Linked DNA regions of Mus musculus: region 2 is linked to region 1. A link is a contact called in public HiChIP or PLAC-seq data. All regions are on one chromosome and are shown on one strand. The core of a region is the stretch at or near the end of the contact, and the rest is flanking DNA. Distances in the headings are between cores, read along the strand shown. Region 1 has its middle 68 kb from the start of Gm22371. Region 2 holds the start of Spats2l (spermatogenesis associated, serine-rich 2-like).

The links. HiChIP or PLAC-seq counts read pairs in DNA pulled down with a chosen protein or histone mark.
Region 2: an H3K27ac HiChIP or PLAC-seq map of SST interneurons shows a contact between it and region 1, with 4 times the contacts expected there. The contact joins the promoter of Spats2l here to the enhancer-like site in region 1. A contact is called at or near these places in 12 of 39 promoter capture datasets (the 3T3-L1 cell line, 3T3-L1-derived adipocytes, cranial neural crest and 6 more), 2 of 484 Hi-C or Micro-C datasets (nephron progenitors and palatal mesenchyme), 12 of 115 datasets of contacts at active chromatin or transcription factors (SST interneurons, craniofacial prominence, embryonic forebrain and 6 more) and 1 of 9 other capture datasets (pancreatic islet).

Annotation. Positions count from the first base shown.
Region 1 is chr1:57,488,663-57,491,851 of GRCm38.p6, forward strand. No RefSeq gene overlaps it. Among named protein-coding and RNA genes, the nearest start is that of Gm22371, 68 kb to the left of the region's middle. Within about 2 kb of position 1,594, at least 13 of the 459 cell types and tissues checked have an H3K27ac peak or open chromatin away from gene starts, as enhancers often do. A contact at or near this core is called in SST interneurons and palatal mesenchyme, where this site is marked.
Region 2 is chr1:57,773,295-57,776,483 of GRCm38.p6, forward strand. Spats2l (spermatogenesis associated, serine-rich 2-like) reads left to right here and starts at 1,567. Exons shown (of 14, transcript NM_144882.4): 1 at 1,567-1,730.

The sequences.
Region 1 (3,189 bases), core at 344-2,843:
GTCCCTCTGCCTTTGAAAATACTTATCAACAAGACTTTTAATGACAATATAATATAGCATAGAATGTGGTTGGTGTATATGATGATTTGCTCAGTTGTTGCATGGTTTGCTATTATGAAGTGTAGATCTGAGCATTCATAGTTAATTGTTCATCCACAGTTCATGCTTAAGTCTTGAGGCTTGCTTAGCTACAAGATGGCTGGCTCAGAATATGGGTCTATTTCTATGGCTCTTGAGCCTCTGGCCAATTTGCTGTCCAGAAAGCTTGTGCAGATCTGTTTCCTCAACACAAATCAGATATGTGCTTTCGTCATCAAATCTTCTTCAACATTAAAGAATATCTCTTAGCTTGGGGCCAGCCAAAAGCTCAACAGGCAAAGCATTTGTTTCCAGACTGAGTTAGAGGCCTAAGACCCACAGGAGGAAAAGAGAAAGCCAACTCCCACAAATTATTCTCTGACCCCCACCAGTAGACAGTGGCAGGTATAGTCCCCATTCCTCCAATAAATACATGCAGTTAAAGTCTTATCCCTTAATCTAATAAATGAGCAATAAATTGCCATTATGATTTTCCATCATGTTCCTTTGATTACTAGCAAGTTGAGGAGCTTTTCAGAAGCCAGGTTAGCAGCCATCACTCCTGGCAATGGCGGGTTCTACAGCTATTAATATATGTGAGCTTTCTGCATACAATTTCCTTTAAGCCCGATGCCCCTGCTGCTTAGCAGAAGGCCATGATGGATTATGCAGCCCAAGCACTGCCATATGTTTGGTGCTTATTATTAAGCCCAACTACTGAGCAAAGAAAGACATAATTAGCCTTTTTGGGAATTATTTTAAGCCTTCAGCAGTAAAAAGCCTGAAGTTGATTTATTTCCCAGAATCTATTTGTATTTGATGCCTTTTAAAGTCTAGTCAGACTAAATGACCAGGCATGTTTTCAACCTTCGAAGACAGAGTTTTCTGAGTTCTAGGAGACAATCCAAAATAATCACCCATGTACATCTCTAAGATAGCAACCGAAGACAAAGGATTGAATCATTTGGAAGGAGACAGAGCCGCTGGGGTATTCAGAGACAACATGAGTTGAATTCATCTCAAGTTACCAGTGGTGGGAATGGAGGGACTGATTTCTGGCTTCAGAAGGCTGCAAGCTCTGCCAAGGGCTGAACTTAGCCCCTGCTGTTGATATGGGCAAGTGTCCTTTCATGGAAACGACTTCATCAAGAAAACTGTTTCTGCTGTAATTATCCCAGGCAAGACTTGAATCTGTACTTTCAAAACAAAACACGTTGTCTGGTTCTAAAGCGATCTTGCACATTATTGTGCTTCCAGAAGCTTTGCTGCTTTATAATGACAGGAATGGATTCCTACCCCAGAGCCCCCAGAAACAGATTGTGATTTCCATTCTTAGCTTTCCACCTAAATAGTTGTCTAGCTGATTTTGCTTATTTGTGCTCTTACTCATTGATGGCACATTTGGAAATAAAATCCTGAGGTTGTCACGGAGCTGCACGTATTTACATAGTTCTCAAATGCCAAGATGATAAACATTGTGCAGATGTTCCCCAGGACAGTAACCCAGCCTGCCTTTGGCAGTTTCACACACAAGTGACTAAACACATCAGTTCTGGAAATACAGGGGCATGCGCTCACGGACTCTTCCTCCCTTGCAAAAAGCAGAGGCTGAGATTAATTAAAGCCAGGAGCTTGTTACTTTGAAAGATAACATAATGTAAACTGTTCCAAAATGATCTCCCTTCTAGCAAATGAGGCCTATTGGGGGAAGCCAGGGAGGTAAACTAGGGGGAAAAAAACCCATTGAATTCCCTTGGCCAAAGGTCTGCTGATTTTTATTTGCATATTCAGGCAAATATTGGATGGTCAGAGTCACATGTATTGAATGAATAACTGAGTGCCTATGTAAGAGAATGAATGATTGGAATTCTGTATTGACTAAGTTATGGATGCAAGTTGTGGTTAGCAATCCTGGCTCTGAGGCGTGGGGTTCCCATTAGGTGCTTAGCCTCTGTTAAGTGTCCTCCTTGCCTTATTATGCATTCTGTAGGTCAACACTATAAAACAGCTGTTGGTTTTTTGCCTCCGATATAAAATGATTAAGGCTGTGGTGGATTCAAGCCTAAGTCTTCTGTTCTTAGCTCACACCAGCACTGGAAGTTGCTCAGCAATGGTCAAATTCAGTGCAAGGGTCTTATTTATTTGTGGTCTTAATTGGCCATAGAATTTGCTGATACTCAATTTTGAAGGACTCTAAGCTACCACTCCTTATGTGTGTAGGTTGGGAGTTAGGCCCTGTACTGGCTAGTTTTATGTCAACTTGACACAGCTGGAGTTATCACAGAGAAAGGAGCTTCAGTTGAGGAAATGCCTCCATGAGATCCAACTGTCAGGCATTTTCTCAATTGATGATCAAGGGGGAAAGGCCCCTTGTGGGTGGTAGTCTTGGTTCTATAAGAGAGCAGGCTGAGCAAGCCAGGGGAAGCAAGCCAGTAAAGAACATCCCTCCATGGCCTCTGTATCAGCTCCTGCTCCTGCTCCCTGACCTGCTTGAGTTCCAGTCCTGACTTCTTTCAGTGATGAACAGCAATGTGGAAATGTAAGCTGAATAAACCCTTTCCTCCCCAACTTGCTTCTTGGTCATGATGTTTGTGCAGGAATAGAAACCCTGACTAAGACAGGCCCTGTCCCTTGTCCACGGTCATTTCACTGGCAGGTGGAAGGAAGACACAAACTGCAAGTGAGCTAGTATGTGCCAGCTAACTCTCACCAGGCGCTTTACTGACATTATCATGGAGATGTAATCAAAACGAGAATCAAATGAGTTGAAATAATGAATTTGGATCATTGCAGAGTTTCCAAAAATCACTTAAGCAGGCACCATGGAGGAATCAACCATGTGCCTATGACTCCCACGGTAGAAATAGACATCAAGAGGACAGATGTATGAGCAACACTATCACTCAAAGCCATGGCAGGAACACGATGAACTTGTTAATTGTGGGGTGCCTCCAGAATATTTGAATATAACATTACAAACATCGGTATGTGTCCTATGAGCAGGTTTCTGACAGCAGAGAACCTGATGATATGATTCTGGTTAAAGCTTGAAGCGGGAGTCATGAGTGATGCTGAACATGCGCTATCAATCTCTGATGACCACTGACTTGA
Region 2 (3,189 bases), core at 317-2,816, 280 kb after region 1:
AAGTGGTAGAAGAAAGGAATGAAGCCAGAGTTCAATGTTATTTCCAAAGCCCATCCTGAGGGAAACGATAATTTATTACTTGTTTTTGGAATTCTAGTCATGGGGGAACCTTCGCTCAAAACTTAAACGACTTACTTTGCAAGAAGCCCTGAAATGTGCACCACACTCCAAGTTGAATCATTCCAAGTTACTAATTAATTCTTTCAAATTCAATAAGCAATAGGGTGGCATTTGTCCTTGACTTGTACAGAAGCTGGCTTTTCCGTCTGCACAAAGGTTGGGCCAGACTGGGTTCAAATTCTTCCTCTAGTTACTAGTTGAAAACTTAGACAAGCTATTTAACTTTTTGTCTCCTTTCTTTATTTGCAAATAAGCGAAAAAAAAACATACCTACCCACTGAGTTTATCTGAAGGGTTGGATCAGATACTAAATAAAGCACACTCATTCACCAATCCAGCCTATGGGGTGGGAGAAAACTCCCAGTCAGGTAAGAAAATGAGTTATTTCCTTTCATCTCTTCTTTTAATCAGAGTGACCTTTGTCAACTGGGCTATGATGTATTGTAGATCCGAATGTTACCTGAAAGTGTAATTCGTTTCAAATAACGACTCCCTTAAATGGAATACAATTCCGCTGTTCTGAGCTTGAGAGGCGAAACCGACTGATTTGATATTTGTAGAGGGCTGAGAGCCAGGAAGCCCCCCACCCCACTCACCCAAGGAACAGTTACTGCTCAGAGAAAGGGCGGCTAGGAAGTTACCCTTCAAAAATAAACCTGAGAGCAGCCTGCATTTCCCTCTGCTGCCTCTGGAAGAGGTGTGCGATCTAAAGTGCGTCCATCATGAATAATGCTTGCCTTTCCTCTCCCAACTACTGCACTCCCAGGCAGAAACATCACCAGCCGCTGCCACTGGGTAGCTCAGGGCAGCTCAGTGGGTGATCACGCACGATTAGATGCCCGCGTGAGACCCGGAGTGAAGACGAGGAGCCAAAACACTTCAGCTCAGTCTGATTTCAAAGGTCGGGCTGAGCCCCCAGAGCTCATCCCAGGGCCTGATTTTCCGCGGCTTTTCCGAATAAGCTATCTTTGTTTACATTTGAGCTTGGCTCACTCCCAGAAAGCATTACTACCTTCTGTCCGGAGAAGCATCTCGCCTTTGCAGACGGTGCTGGGGCAGCAAAGTTCGTTTTCCTGGGTAGGGAAGAGCGATTCTCTTGCTCCTCACGCGGGTAGTACCCAGTGTTTGGACAGTAGTGGGCAGTTTAGGGTAGGTGGAGGTTTGGAGGGGAAGGGGAGAAGGTTGGTGCGGGGCAAGCCAATGAAGTGCTGAAGCTGTATGGGGGATTCTTCTAGAAAGTAGGGTGGGAAAGGAGCTAGGGAGGGCGTGTGGAGGGACAGGATCCGTGTCAGAACGTGCGTGTGAGCGGATACAAAACCCAGGGAGGCGTGATCGGCGGCGTGTGTGCAAGCCCGAGCGAGGGGCGCCGGCGGGGTGTGTGCTCCTGGTGAGTGACACGGAGGGGCGGGCGGCCGCCGGGAGGGGGCGGCTGCGCGGGCGGGAGTGTCCCTGCGTGGGGCTGGCGGCGCGGAGTTGAGGCAGTGAAGGAATCCAGCCTGCCCAGCGGCCCAGCGGCCCTACCGCCGCTTTCCCTCAGCTCGCTCTCCGCGCTGCAGGGGCCGCCAGCGCCGCGCCCCGGCCCGGGACAGAGCAGCCGCGCTCGCAACGAGGTAAGCCCGGGTCCCCGGGTCGGGCGGCTCACCAGGGCCTGCGTGGCCAGGGTGGGGGCGATCGACCAGCCGAGCGCCCGAAGGCCGCCTCCCGGGGCACTGGGTGTGGCCCGAGCTTGGCCGACCGGACGCGGAGGTCGCGGTCCTTGCCTTCCCCCGGCGGGTGGTGGGGACAGCGGCGGAACCGATCGCGGACTCGGCCTGCCCTGCTCCACGCGGGCGCCCCCCTGCGCTCCAGCTCCGCGCCGCCGATCTGCCTGCCCGGAGCGGGGCCGCAGGTCCCGAGCGCCCCGCACCCCTCGGCACCGGCGGGATCGGGTCCCAGCGTTCGCGTGCGCGCGTCGAGGGCGCGCAGGGCAGGCGGGAGGGGGCGCCCAGGCCGCCGGACCGAGCGATGTCATTGCAGGGTCTGGGCAGAAAAGCCCCCCGGAGCCCGCGGGCGCCGCGGACTGCAGCCCGGAGCGAGGGTCGTTTCTGAGTCGCGGAGACAACTTGAGTTTTGCGCATCTGGGGAGATAGCAGAGCTTCTGGCGCTCTGCTGGGAGTTCCGTGTTTACTGCGGACACCGGGGTGAAGGATCCAGCCTTCACCTGGACGGGAATGCGACGGAAACCTCCCATCCTTTCCTTCCTCCTTGCGAGTGGAGCCTTCCAGTGCGCAGTAGGGTCGGCATTTGTGAACTTGATGGGTTTTCGGCTCACAGCAGTCCTGGTTTTTAGCAGGTGCCAAGGTTGTGGAGACCTGACACACTCATTAAAGATTCTTTGTAGACAGCATTTTGCTTTGAGTGCAGCACAATCTCTATAGTGTGAGACTAGCGAAAAACCCTTGAACTTCAACCACAGCGCCGTCCTTTCCTTCCATAAAACACATGTAATATTTCACTTGCTTATTTAAAATACTAAAGTATCTGACCCCTTTGCAGCCCCGAAGATTTTAAAGGGGAGAGGGACACGGAAATTTTAGAATTTGTGCAGAGATAGAGTAAGGTCGTGCGGTCTTTATACCGTCATTCAATTTTGTTTTAGAGGAGCATTCATTGCTACTCAGACTCTGTTTCCAGAGAGTAAGCAAATGTGCAGTATGGCAGAGAAAAGAAAGGACAGGAAGTCAGAAATAGAAAAAGACTATTCAAGTAGTAGAAAAAAATATTTTGAAAGAACTCTTTAAAAAGTTGCCTTCTGGATAAAATATTTTATGAGCCTTATGAAATTGTGTTACTTAACCAGAAAGCACTGTTCTGGGAAGATGGGAGACAGTCTTATCAAGGAACTGTAATGCTTTAAAAAATCTGTATATCTGATGTTTGTTGGTTTTTTAACCAGGAACAAAAAAAATCAACTTTGGGAATGATTTTCTATTTGGACAAGGCAAATACTACTTTAGTCTCTAATTAGAGTTTTGAAATAAACTCAAGCTGGGTTAAAAACCTTTTTCTGTAGAGCAACAGAACAGAAAT